2 separate regions of the Mus musculus genome follow, and region 2 is linked to region 1. The links are chromatin contacts, called in public targeted proximity ligation maps. All regions are on one chromosome and are shown on one strand. The core of a region is the stretch at or near the end of the contact, and the rest is flanking DNA. Distances in the headings are between cores, read along the strand shown.

Region 1 (6,605 bases), core at 3,034-5,533:
AAAGCATCTGCATTTGTCTCAATCAGTTGCTGGTAGAGCCTTTTAGAGTGTAGCCATGCCAGGCTCTTGTCTGCACACACAACATGGCCTCAGTAATAGTGTCAGGACTTGGGCTACATGCATAGGATGGATCCCATGTTGGTCTGATCACTGGGTGGCCTTTCCTTCAGTGTCTGCTCCATTTTTGTCCCTGTATTTCCTTTAGACAGGAACAATTCTGGGTTAAAATTTTGAAGATGGATGCCCTTGTCTCAAATGGGGGGCCATGTATATTTACTAGAGATCTCTTTCACTTCCATTTCCCCATTGTCCCCATTTTTGTTTAGATAAACTCAGTTGATATTTTATCTTCTGTCCTTGCATCTATAGTAAACTGTTAGTTCCCTTTTTATGACTTTTGGTTAGTGGCTTTACAACCTCTTGGAATGTGTTCTAAGTTGTAGATGTATTCTTGCTATCTCATAAGCAATTAACTCATGAGTCTTGAAGACTGGCAGAGTTCTCACTGCAGTTTTGACATCAGAGAGAACTTAATAACAGTCCTATTATAAAATATCTTAATAATTACTAATATTATTTCAAGAATTCTTATATAATCATCATTAATAATTAAGACCTACATAGCATCACTATAAGATTACTACATCTTTGTTTTTCTGCAAAGTTCTGCTCAAAAGGGTGGGCTAACACCTAGGGATTGTTATATATATTTAATAATAATAGTAAAATCATATTAATAGCAGGAATTTTTCCTAAAATGTAATATTCTTGGTCTTGCCTAGAGAAGCAAATCCATCAATAACTTTAACAGTTCATGGTGGAACCAATTGAGGAAGATCACCTGCTAGTTTTAGCTCCTCTTTGATGACTCCTGGTAGACTATACATTCTTTCGTAAGTTTCCATCATCTCCCATTTTTATAGAACTTTATCTTAAGAACCAGGAAAGAGGGAAATGAGAGGACATAAGTCAAGGTCTGTAAGGAGGAAAGTCTCAATGAAAACAAAAAGTGTTGACCGTTATTGTTTATAGTCTGCTTTAAAAGAACCTAGAGTCATCAGGAGATGGGTCTCTGTGCATGCATGTGGGTTTCTTAATTACATAAATTTTGGTAAGAAACAGCCTAGACATGCTGGCAATATTCCCTAGGTTAAACCCTGTATTGTTTATGTTGATGGGGGGAGAGGGGGGCTGAGCATGCCTGAACTGCTCTCTACTATTCACTGCAGATGCAACATCACTCTCTCCAGGTTCTGCTGCTGAGACTTCCTGCCCATGAGGGGTTATAGCAATCTGTGAGTCAAACAAACCTTTCTGATTTTAAGTTGCTTCTGTTGGGGTATTTCACTAAAGCAATAGAAAAAGGAAACGAAGACAGAATCTGTCTTAGTTTCTCTAAAAGACTCATTTTCTCTAAGTCATATCCATCATGAGAAGGATGCCAACAGTCAACGGGTTTGCACATCAGCAAAGTCACTAGCTAGTCATGCAATTAGCAAAGTGGGAGCTTGGTTAAAAATTAAGGCTGTCATCATTTGTAATGACAGTAACATTCTCCGTTAAACAGAAAGAAGAATGCAAAGCAATATAAATCTTCTCTGTCCAGGCAGAGTCTCTCAAAATGCATCCCTGCAGTTTAGATTTCGTCAGAAACACCCTTATTGCAAACATGGGAATATGGTAATAGACCTCCATACATTTAAATATTTCTGGATAAATATAGAATTCTTTAAAAAGGATGTTTTTTCCCTTTTTGAAGTATTATACAGTTCACTTTGGTCTCAAATTCACAATCTTCTATTCTGTACCCTGTGATGATGGGATCACAGCATTGTGCCACTGTTTCTGCCTGATGAACTGAAAGTGAAAGACGTGTCACATGTGTTCCTCAAGCCTGCTGTTACAGGGTAGGAGAGAAATAAACTCATCTCCACTTGTCATGGATTTTCTAGCTATTTTGATGCCTTGCTTTCTAAAACCTGGACACACACACACAAGAAAAAAAAAAGAAAATGTTTTGACATTGCACCTCAAATGCATGGCATTTATCTGCAGTTTTGATATAATAAAAAACATTTTAGTTTCAGAGGACACAATCATTTGCCATGACAGAGCCTAAGAGTATTAGGCTCTGAATATCTCACACTACCACGATCAATTTAAAAATAACAGGAATTACAAATCATTTGGTCATTAATATCTCTCAATATCAATGGACTCAATTTCCCAATAAAAAGACACAAGCTAGCAAAATGGACGTGAAAACAAGATCCATCATTCTGCTGCATATAATAAGTAAATATACTCTGACATCAAAGACAGACATTACTTCATAGTAAAGGGCTAGAAAAAGATTTTCCAAGCAAATGGACCCAAGAAGCAATCTGGTATAGGCAGTCTAATTGCTATTGAAATAAGGAAGGTGGGTGTGTTTAAAACGTAAACAGTCTTCAGATGGCTCCCATTTGACTCTCTGTATGAGTTACATAATATCATGAAGAAACTATCCAGGAGTGAATATTGTACAAATTCCCTTCTTAGCAGACAATGTTTTTAAAATCATCTCACTTCTTCTGAACATAAAATATACCCTAGAAAGAACCACGCCACAGCTGTGCTAGCACATGCATGTGAAAATCATCTGGTAGGCCACAGGAAGTCTTGAGTTTTGTCACAAATGTGTAAAATCTAGTCTAGAGGGAGACTGTGGGACTGAGTAATGATGTAAACTGACTTACATTGTTAAAAACCATTCTAGAATCTATGTGAACTACAAACTCTGGGGTGTGGTAGATGTGGAAAAGAGCATATAGCTAGATATATGTTTTAGGTTTTCAGAGATGTTTGGGTTCTCCAAGGTGGTAGCAATAGTTGTAATCTGCTCAGTCTCTGTGAGCTGCTATGGAAACAGGTTAGTTGATTCTGTGGGTTTTCTTGTGGTATGCTTGACCCCTCTGACTCCTACCATCTTCCTCCCTTTCTTCTGCAGGATTGCCCAAGCTCTTCCTAATGTTTGGCTGTGGGTTTCTGCATCTGTGTTTCCATTCATTGCTGGGTAAAGCCTTTCTGCTAATGATTATGTTAGGCGTCTGTCTGCAAGTATGAATGAATATCTTTAGTAGTGTCAGGGGTTGGCTTCCTCACATGATATGGGTCTCAAGATGGACCAGTCATCCCTGGCCACCTCCACAATTTCTGCACCACTTTTCCCCAGACTATCTTGTAGGCAGGACAATTTGTAGGTAGAATGCTTTGTGGCTGGGTTAGTGTCCCAAACTGTTCATTGGAAATCTTGTCCAGTTATAGAAGATTACTGGTTCAGGCTCTGTATCCCCCATTGCTGGGGTCACCCTTATAGATTCCTGGGACTTTCCACTGCCCTAGTTCTTTAGCCATGCCCTAAGCATCCTCCTTCTTGCCCCATAACAGTTGTGTCTCCCAGTAATCTCTTCCCACTCCCTGCCTGGCTCCCTCCCTCCTCTTCCTCCTTTTTAATCACAGCTCATATTTCTGGAGTGGACACTCTCTTTATGAGTAGAAAATATTTACTCCCAATGATGCACATCTGGAAAAAAATCAATTTATTAGGTCATCGAGATGACTCAGCATCTGCTGCCAAGTCTGACTGAGTTTGATCCACTAGACTCACATGGTAGGAAAGAGCCTGAATTCCTGAAAGTTGTGACATGTGGCATACACACACATACACATATTACACACAAATAATAAATTTAATACATTTTTGAAAAATGAGTCTTTGACAAGGATTTGCAGCTTCTTTCTGATTTGTTCAAGTACTGAAGCTGGTCTGCTGTGGGGATGTTACCCCCTAGAAAGGCCCTGAGTCCTCCAGCCTTCCTCCTCCTAGCTCATTCTCTTCCTGCCTGCAGCCAGAAAGCATGTCACTAACCTGCTGCCCTGGTCTCTCTTGCTATTTGGAAGAAAATCCCTGGACCTGCCTGAAACCAGGAGGGAACCCAGATCTAGTCCTGGCTCCTCAGCTTCCCACTGAGTCCAGTTAGCATACCTCATTTGACTAGGCTCTAAAAGGAGATCCCTGGAGAGTAGAGGACCACACCCACTCGATTGGCGGGCTTCCTTGACTAGGCGGCCCTTAGAGACCAGGGCGGATGCACACTGCGCTTGCTCTGGTCCAGTCCCGCGCTCTGAATGCAGCCAATGGACTGAAGCACAGCTGGTTGCTGTTCAGAGAAAGGACCAATCCGCAGTCTCTCCACCCTCTGAACAAAGACGTCAAATGACAGTCTGGTTCTGTTTTTTCTAAAAGACCCGGGATTCCAGCGGCTGGAGCGAAGCTGCCATAGAGTGGAAAGATCCAGTAAGTAAAAAGCCACTTTAAGATTAATTTCTTCATGTCAGAATGTGGTGTGCAGCAAATATTCACCAATATATTTAGCAAGTCTATTTCATCTTGGAATAAAAATACACAAGTGACAAATACTGATTTCTTTCTCAGGCTTGCCTAGCAGGTGGAGTGGAAGCTATCCATATTCGAATAGGTGGTTACTACATTAACCTGATTTGTCTGCTGTTTCCATCAACATAACCCAGTATGTTCTGCTGAGGACTAGAAAATACCAGTCATCTTTAGTGTTCTTTAAGGGCACTGTGACGGTTTCCTCCCAAAAGCAGACTTAATGCTAGATGTTGGGTTCAAGTGTAGCTGGTCCTAGCTGTGAGCCAGGGAAGGTGGCAGGTCCATAAACAAACTGTGCTACTCTGAAATGAAGAGTGGGTGAAATCTCAGGCACACTGGTGGCATGGGGGAACTTCTAGCGCTGGAAAGCCCTTGGGACAGAGGCAGAAGGGCTAACCCATCTGAAGGACCCAGGGAGCCCAGGGTTGTTTTCAGCATTCTAGCCTCAGCGTGCTGGTATTGATGATGTGGTAGTGTAGGAAGAGGCAGGCTTAGATCAGCTCTGGTCTTTGCCTCTGGAAAGCCTTTCTGAGAGAAAAGTAAGTAGGCAAGAATGTGCACATGGCTAGCCAGAAAATAAGCGCCTTTAAGAGAGGGGGAAGTGAAGGTGGGGGAGGGAGACAAGGGGCTGGAGAGGAAGTTATTAGGCAATAGGGAGGGACGGATGTGGCTCAGAAGCCAGAAAGAGGCTTAAAGGGGCTTGGTGGGGCAGGGCGTTATTCAGAAATAGGGAGAGTGAGAAAGGCCAGGGGAAAGAAAAAGGGGGCAAGAGAAAGGGGAAGAAGATGGAGAAAGCAATTCCAGGAAACTGTTAGGGAGACCGAGGATGGGACTTGGTACAGGCCATATTGGTTTATTGCTCTACTAAAGAAAGATAGTACATGTAAGTACTTTGTCTTCTCAAATTATAATGTGGTATACTCGGAGGAATTTGTATTCACATCATTCTAACTGAAAAAGCAAGGAGGAGTGGAGGCAGGAGGGGATCATATGCCGGGCATGGTGGCGCACACCTTTCATCCCAGCACTGGGGAGGCAGAGGCAGGCAGATTTTTGAGTTTGAGGCCAGCCTGGTCTACAAAGTGAGTTTCAGGATCCCCAGAGCTATACAGAGAAACCCTGTCTCGAAAAACAAACAAACAAACAAACAAACAAACAAACAAACGAAGGAGGGGATCATACAATGAACTTCCAAATACCTATCATATAGCAAATAATTCTGTATTAGAGGATATTTCCACCATTTTTTTTTGAGACAAAGTCTCATTTAACTCAGGCTGGCTGTGGACATTTTAACCTGATCCTCCTCCACATTCTAATAAAATATGACCCAGCATGAATACCGAAAATCGTTTGTGTGGGGGTAGATATGGAATGATTCAGAATTGTTTAAGCATGTGCCTGTGAACTGCCAAATTCATATTTCTTTCTGTTAGCTTTTATATTTTACAATATGAACCATCAACAGACAGGGAACCTCACATTGTTTTTCTGGTTGAACAGAAATTTCTGCCCACCAAGATCAGCTAGTCCAGACCAGTTCCTCAAGTACTCATGCACTATCATTTTCTTAAGTCCAAGGCGTGTCCCTGTGGGTAAATATTGGCCTCAATCCCAGCACTAGCAGGAATATTCTCTGAGTAATCGTTCACAGATGGCCGTTCAATTTTCACAGCAGATGAGGATGACTCTGCCCCTCCTTTTAGGGTGAGGAAGAGGCAGAAAGTAGCCAGTAGCCGGGCGGTGGTGGCCCAAGCCTTTAAAATCCCAGCACTCGGGAGGCAGAGGCAGGCAGATTTCTGAGTTCGAGGCCAGCCTGGTCTACAAAGTGAGTTCCAGGACAGCCAGGGCTATACAGAGAAACCCTGTCTCAAAAACCAAAAACCAAAAAAAAAAAAAAAAAAAAAAGAAAGAAAAAGAAAGGAAGGAGCCAGCCAGTAAGCCCAGGTCCCTGCAGCTCCAACATGGCTGCCTAAGCTAAGCCCGTACTCTTGGCATTCACCCTGCTGTGCAAATTCTCATAGGATGTCCCTGCCATATTTTTAGTTGCTTCTGCTTTTCACAAACACAGAACTAGTTCAGGGGGGCTAGTAGACATCCTTCCTAGCTCCTTAGCAGCAGTTACTGGTAGAAATCTAGGACTCAGGTGCTACAATGGAGGGGTTAA
Region 2 (6,605 bases), core at 2,205-4,704, 240 kb after region 1:
AATTGCAGTCTTCTTGCCTCAGTTTTTCAAATGCTGGGCCTAAAACGTAAGAGCACGAGCCACCACACCTTGTTCTTGATTGAAATTATTTTGTAGGTGCCCTAATACAATAGAACCAAGTTGTTTGACTAGTAATATGTACGTCATTAGGGAATTATGGTACATTATGGTACATATATTTGAAATCTCAATTCTAGTGATATACCAGAACCTGAGTGCTTGAGTTCCAGACTAGATTACACAGAGTCAGATTCTCTTTCTCACTGTCTCTCTCTGTCTCTGTCTGTCTGTCTGTCTGTCTCTCAAAATTAAAACTTTAGAGATCAAACCACAGGAACTAATTCTAGAACTCTCCTTTCCTCTTACAAGTGTCTCAGTTTGAGCTGTCTGATGCATGATTGCCACCTGCAGATCTAGCCCCTCTCCCTGCCTTGCAGGCCTCCCTGGCCTCCCTGCTTCCCAGCTGTCATTCCCTTTCAGACCTTGCACAGGGGCCACATTTCCCTGATACCCATTTGCTTTCCTTACCTCATGCACGGCATTGTTCAAGTGTCTTCTACTCAGTGCGTTTTCCCACATCCATGCATCATAGCAGCTATCTTCATACTTATTATTACTCCTTTATACTCCCTTATTACACTTTTATACTTATTATTTTATACTCCCTGACTAACTTTTAAATCTGCTTCTTGTCAGTAGAATGCAAGCTCTAGAATATTCAGTTTTTGTTTTATTATTTTAGGTTTTAAGTAATATAGGCTGACTTTGAGCTCTTTGTGTAGGAGTGGATGAGATTGAATCCTGATCCTGCATCCAGCTCCCAAGTGCTGGTGTTATAAGAGTATACTAGCACAGCAAGTTTATGTGGAGTTAGAATTAGAACCCAGTGCCTCTTGGATGCGAGGCAGGCACTCCACTTCATTTCCCAGAGTATTTGGTTTTAGTGTGATTGTCTTATTTTGTGGTTTGGGTACAACATCCTATGCCCTGGAACATAATAGTCACTAAGTAAGTTTGTGTTAAATGAGTAAATAGATGAATTGCTGTCCAGCCGCATCTTTGGTTGACACATTATTACTTTTCATAAGTCAAGGTTGTGATTTAGCCTTCCCTTAGGCACCATTGTGTTTAAAGTGATTTTCCCTGAGCCACCGTGTTACTTTATGCTTCCTATCTGAGGATGACACATCTCTTTATATCTTTATTTTTAAGGCAGGGAGGGTAGTAACCTTTCAAGTGCCAAATTCTGTTTAGAATTTGGTTTTTCTCTGTATAATAAAAGGTAATTCTGGGCTGGTGAGATGGCTCAGCAGGTCAGAGCACCCAACTGCACGTCTGAAGGTCCTGAGTTCAAATCCCAGCAACCACATGGTGGCTCACAACCATCCGTAATGAGATCTGACTCCCTGTTCTGGTGTGTCTGAAGACAGCTACAGTGTACTTACATATAATAAATAAATAAATATTAAAAAATAAATAAAAGGTAATTCTACCTTTGGAAATGCTTAAGCAATATGCTAGTTACTTCTTTTATTTATTATTATTATCATCATCATTATTATTACTATTATTAGCTTTGAGATAAGCTCTCACTATGCTGCCCAAACTAAGCTCATACTAATGCATCTTCTATCTCATCCTCCCAAGAAGCCTAGACTACAAGTGTGAACCAAAATGTCATTCTGGTTATCCCCCTTGGCAGCTATAAGCCTAAGCCGCCCTCATTCTCCATGTTGATAAGTTACAGCATTCTAACACAAATGCCATTTGTTATTCTTTTCTGTCACTTACTTCTTAGGTGCAGCTCGTGTATGCAACCAATATCCAGGAGCCCAATGTCTACAGGTATGCTTTGGTGTCTAATAAATAACTTCACAATTAAAAGTTATCAGGTAATTTATTATTAATAAGTGACAAATTCTTTTTTTTTTGTTTTTTGTTTTTTGTTTTTGTTTGTTTTCTGAGTCAGGGTTTCTCTGTATAGCCCTGGCTGTCCTGGAACTCACTTTGTAGACCAGGCTGGCCTCGAACTCAGAAATTCGCCTGCCTCTGCCTCCCGAGTGCTGGGATTAAAGGTGTGCGCCACCACACCTGGCTGACAAATTTGTTTGTAAAGATTATTATTGGATTTCATCCATAGTACGCCTCTTCCCAGAGCCTTTGAGTGGAGGCAGAACCCTTCTACAATGACTTGGCAGCCTCTCAAGGTACCTCGTTTCCAGACAGGTGTCCAGGCTCGGGGTTGGGAGTATCTCTGCATTTTTAAAAATCACCTAAAAAGGATAAAAGTTTCAGAATTAGCATAGAGTTTTGGCACTTCACTTCCGGATGTCATGCAACAGAACTCAAAGGTGAAAACACACCTGAAGAAACTTAAGCAAGGGTCCAGCAATATCAGTACAAGGACCACGGCTATATGAAGACAGCAAGGGTCCATCACAGACACCTGAAAACATAATTCTACTTTCCAGGTCTGCTCAAAGGTTAGGTAGGTGGTGAAAGGAACATTTAGTAAGTGTTACACATGGAATAGATTCACTTGCTAAGTCATTTCTTCAAACCAAAGCAGATTAGTAATCTAAAATAAATCAGAAACAGAAAGGCCACCTCGTTTGTGTTTGCCTCTTTAATCATAACACACACAAACACACACACACACACACACACAAAAGAAACTAGAACCTTTTCTTAAGGATTTGTGCTTGTCACAGAGTGCTCCACTGCACTATCTGATCTCAGGATCATAGTACATAGAGCATACATGGGGAGCTAAATCAGGCAATGGACTTGAACTACGGGAAGTCATTTTAATACATTCCACTTGAGGTCACTTCCTTCTGTGGTGGGAGTGAAGCTAGTTTACTTATATACACATTACCTATTTATTCCAGCTCCAGGAAGTGAGAGGTGAACATATCTCCATTGTCTTCACCTTTCTGCCCTAGCTAAAACCAAAACAAACACAAACAACAAAAGTGGTAACTGTACTTAAAAGGCTCTCAGCAACAGTATGTTTTATTAAGAAGTAGAAATGCATATGAATACTGAAATATGTAACATGAAAACCAGTCCAAGCATTAATTATTTTCCAGTATGTCCGGCACTGTGATCAGTTATTTAATCATGACACTATTTTATGGTCATCTTCTCCTACAGCACTGGGTAACTGGCCTCTGTCTCTTTTCATATTCTGTGTTCTGTCATTTAGGGCCAGGCCATTTTTGCAAATGCTTTCCATTTAACTTGCTTTTCTAGATACTTGCTCTCCTCTAGCTTATAGCTTATTCTACATACAGATCCTATGCTAACAGACCACTCCCAACACACATACACACACACACACACACACACACACACACACACACACTTGTGTGCAGCCACCTATCAGAGCTGGCCTGACTGCAAGCATAAACCACAGACTGTTCATCAGTCCTGCAGTTTAGAGCCTCCCCCTTTCCCTAACATGTATAGGAGACTCACTCTGCCATAGGAACCCCATCTTGCTGCCATCTGTCTGTCCGTGTATGGCATTTCTAATTCTTTTAGTAAATCCCTTATCCAAATAGCAGTATTCCCAAGTTCCAAGACAGTTGGCTGTCATGGGCTTTGATAAGCAAGAAGTGCTGGAGAGACCAGCAGATGTAGAGTAGGAAAATGCAGGGCACTTGCCTTGCCTTGGTGCTTGACTTTCCAGTGTCTTTATCAGCAGCTGCATCTCTGTCAGTTGGAGCATGACAACCTGCTGTTGTCCCAGCACACTGAACCAGAGGCATGGGCTCTCATGATGTTGCCATGCATTCTGTCCTTTAGCACAGGGGTGGTGATGACTTGCTGCTGGGGCTTTCAGGTAACCCCCATGTCTTCTGTTTTGCTTCTTAGCTCTCTCACCATCTGTTCAACCAATTTTCTATGATAGTATTTCCATTTTTTTTAAACTCAAATATGCTTATATTTTCTAGACTGCAATACTTTGGTACATTTCCATTACCAAGCTATACCTACAATGGAGATGTGTGTGAGAGAATGATATAAAACCCTTCCATAACTATGTGTGGAGTGTTATAAATTTCCTAGGTGATTGTGATTCTGAGCCATAAATACTAGCATGCCCAGCTAGAACACTAAACTCAGAAGGTATATTCCCTTATTTGTTTCCACCATATACTCTGGTTTGCATAAATGGGATACCCATTGCTCCCAATATACCTTGAGAGTGTGCTAAGTATCAGCTGTGGCTGAAGCACTGGGATGTTTCTAGCCACTGTCCACCAATAGCAATATGGCAATTGTTTATAAGTATACCGGAGCAAAAGTAGCACTTTTGGTAATAATGGGAGGAACCGTTCACAAAATATAGCAGAATTAAACAGAGGAAAACTCGGCATGATGGAGCTCCTTACTTCGAAAGTATACATTCTGTACATTCTTTCAAATAACAGGTGTTGTGCTTTGTATTATTAAAAATTCCAAATCATAAAGTAGCTTGTAGCTCATGATATAGCATGCTACTTTTGCTTTCTTTAAACGGCTAGGGACAGATCAGAGGTCTCTAATTTGAAGTTTCTTTCAAGAATATTTCCTGTATGGGCTGTAATTTGCAACCATCAGCTCCTCAAATTCTTATTTCCTATTTAGAATAAAATATTGCTGAGTAAGCTGATGTTAGGGAATCTTGACAATGGTCTTCCTCCTTTTACATGCTATACATGGATTATAGTTTGAAAGTGTGGGCACTTTTTTGAGCATGAACAAGTTTTCCACAACTGTAAGGTGAGGAGGCCTTATGAATGAACAGGCTTAGATAAAAAGCTACATTTGTGTCTGGGGAGATATTACTTGGTTAAGTGCTTGCTATGGAAGGGGACTGTTTTAAATCATTTTATTTGTTTACATTTCAAATTATATCCCCCTTCTAGGTTACCCCTCCACAAACTACCCATCCCATCCCTCCTCCCCTCTCCCCTTTGCCCTCTATAAGGGTGCTCCTCTACCCACTCACCCCCTCAGCGCTCTAGCATCCTCCTATACTAGGGCATCAAGCCTCCACAGGACTAAGGGCCTCCCCTCCCATTGATGTCAGATAAGACCATCTTTTGCTATATATGTATCTAGAGCCATGGCTCCCTCCACGTATAGTCTTTGGATGGTGGTTTAGTCCCGGGGAGCTCTGGGTGGTCCAGTTAGCTGATATTGTTCTTCCTAGGGGGTTGCAATCCCCTTCAGCTCCTTTAGTTATTCCCTTAGCTCTTCCATTGGGGTCCTTGGGCTCAGTCCAATGGCTGACTGTATCTGCATTTGTATTGGTCAGGTGCTGGTAGAACCTTTCAGGGAACAGCCATACCAGGCTTTTGTTAGCAAGCACTTGTTGGTGTCAGCAATAGTGTGGGGGTTTGGTGCCTGCAGATGGGATAGATCCCTAGGTTGGGTGGTCTCTGGTTGGCCTTTCCTTCAGTCTCTGTTCCACTTTTTGTCCCTGTCTTTTCTTTGAACAGGAACATTTCTGGATTAAAATTTTTTTTTTTTTTTTTAAAGATTTATTTATTTATTATATGTAAGTACACTGTAGCTGTCTTCAGACACTCCAGAAGAGGGAGTCAGATCTTGTTACGGATGGTTGTGAGCCACCATGTGGTTGCTGGGATTTGAACTCTGGACCTTCGGAAGAGCAGTCGGGTGCTCTAACCCACTGAGCCATCTCACCAGCCCATGGATTAAAATTTTTGAGATGTGTGGGTGGCCCCATCTCTCAACTGGATGGGGAGGGGCATGCCTATCTACTGGAAGTGGTCTCTACAGGTTGTAGTTTCCCTTTTTTGTGTTTTTAGGCTAAAGTCATCCCTCTTGGGTCCTGGGAGCCTCTTGCTTCCCTGGAGTCTGGAACTTTCTAGTGGCTATCCGCAGTTCCCCATCCCCCAGTGCTACGTTTCTAGTCAGTTTCCTGACCCTGTGTACTTCTCTCCTGTCCCTTCTAATACATGATCCTAAACCCCCTTTTTTTTCATCGTCCTCCCTTCTCCCTCCCAGATCCCTCCCTTCCTCTACTTCCTCTGATTGTTTTGTTCCCCCTTCCATGTACGATTGAAACATTTATATTTTCGTCTTCCTTGTTCTTAAACTCTGCATGGTTGTGAGTTGTATATTTTCATATGTCAATGTGAAACATAGCTTTTACCTTAAAGGAAATAAGAGATTGTTTATTCTGAAGCCAAATATGAGTAGCCATGGCCTACGAGCATAGATTTAGGCTACCAAAAATCCCATGTTATAACATGGGAAAACATTGATGAAGTCTTTATAAATGACAAAACAAGAAAACTAATAAATTAAGGAATGTTCAAACACATTAATAGAAACATTAAGGATGTGGATTGAAACCTCTGCTCTAGGCCTCACTGCTAATCTAATAGGATCCTTAGTTTTATGGTTGATGAAAACTAAGATTTTGTTGTTAAAATATTTCATAAAATTTTTATGTATTAGTCACAGGATGTTATATGTGTAAGAAGTGACTGTTTATGGTCCTAAATATAGACCAAGACAAATTGTTATTAGCTTCTGGACCTACAACATCCCATCTGCAACACAATCATTGAAGTTCAAGTTAA

What was found.
Region 2: a targeted proximity ligation map of bone marrow-derived macrophages shows a contact between it and region 1, with 2.5 times the contacts expected there. A contact is called at or near these places in 29 of 484 Hi-C or Micro-C datasets (the 3T3-L1 cell line, 3T3-L1-derived adipocytes, B cells and 20 more), 20 of 130 datasets of targeted methods (the 230-238 cell line, the NIH/3T3 cell line, the SCID.adh cell line and 13 more) and 3 of 9 other capture datasets (adipose tissue, liver and pancreatic islet).

Annotation. Positions count from the first base shown.
Region 1 is chr19:12,569,242-12,575,846 of GRCm38.p6, forward strand. It overlaps Fam111a (family with sequence similarity 111, member A), which reads left to right and starts at 4,284. Exons shown (of 4, transcript NM_026640.2): 1 at 4,284-4,339.
Region 2 is chr19:12,809,422-12,816,026 of GRCm38.p6, forward strand. Lpxn (leupaxin) reads left to right here. Exons shown (of 9, transcript NM_134152.4): 3 at 1,799-1,845. Among named protein-coding and RNA genes, the nearest start is that of Lpxn, 14 kb to the left of the region's middle.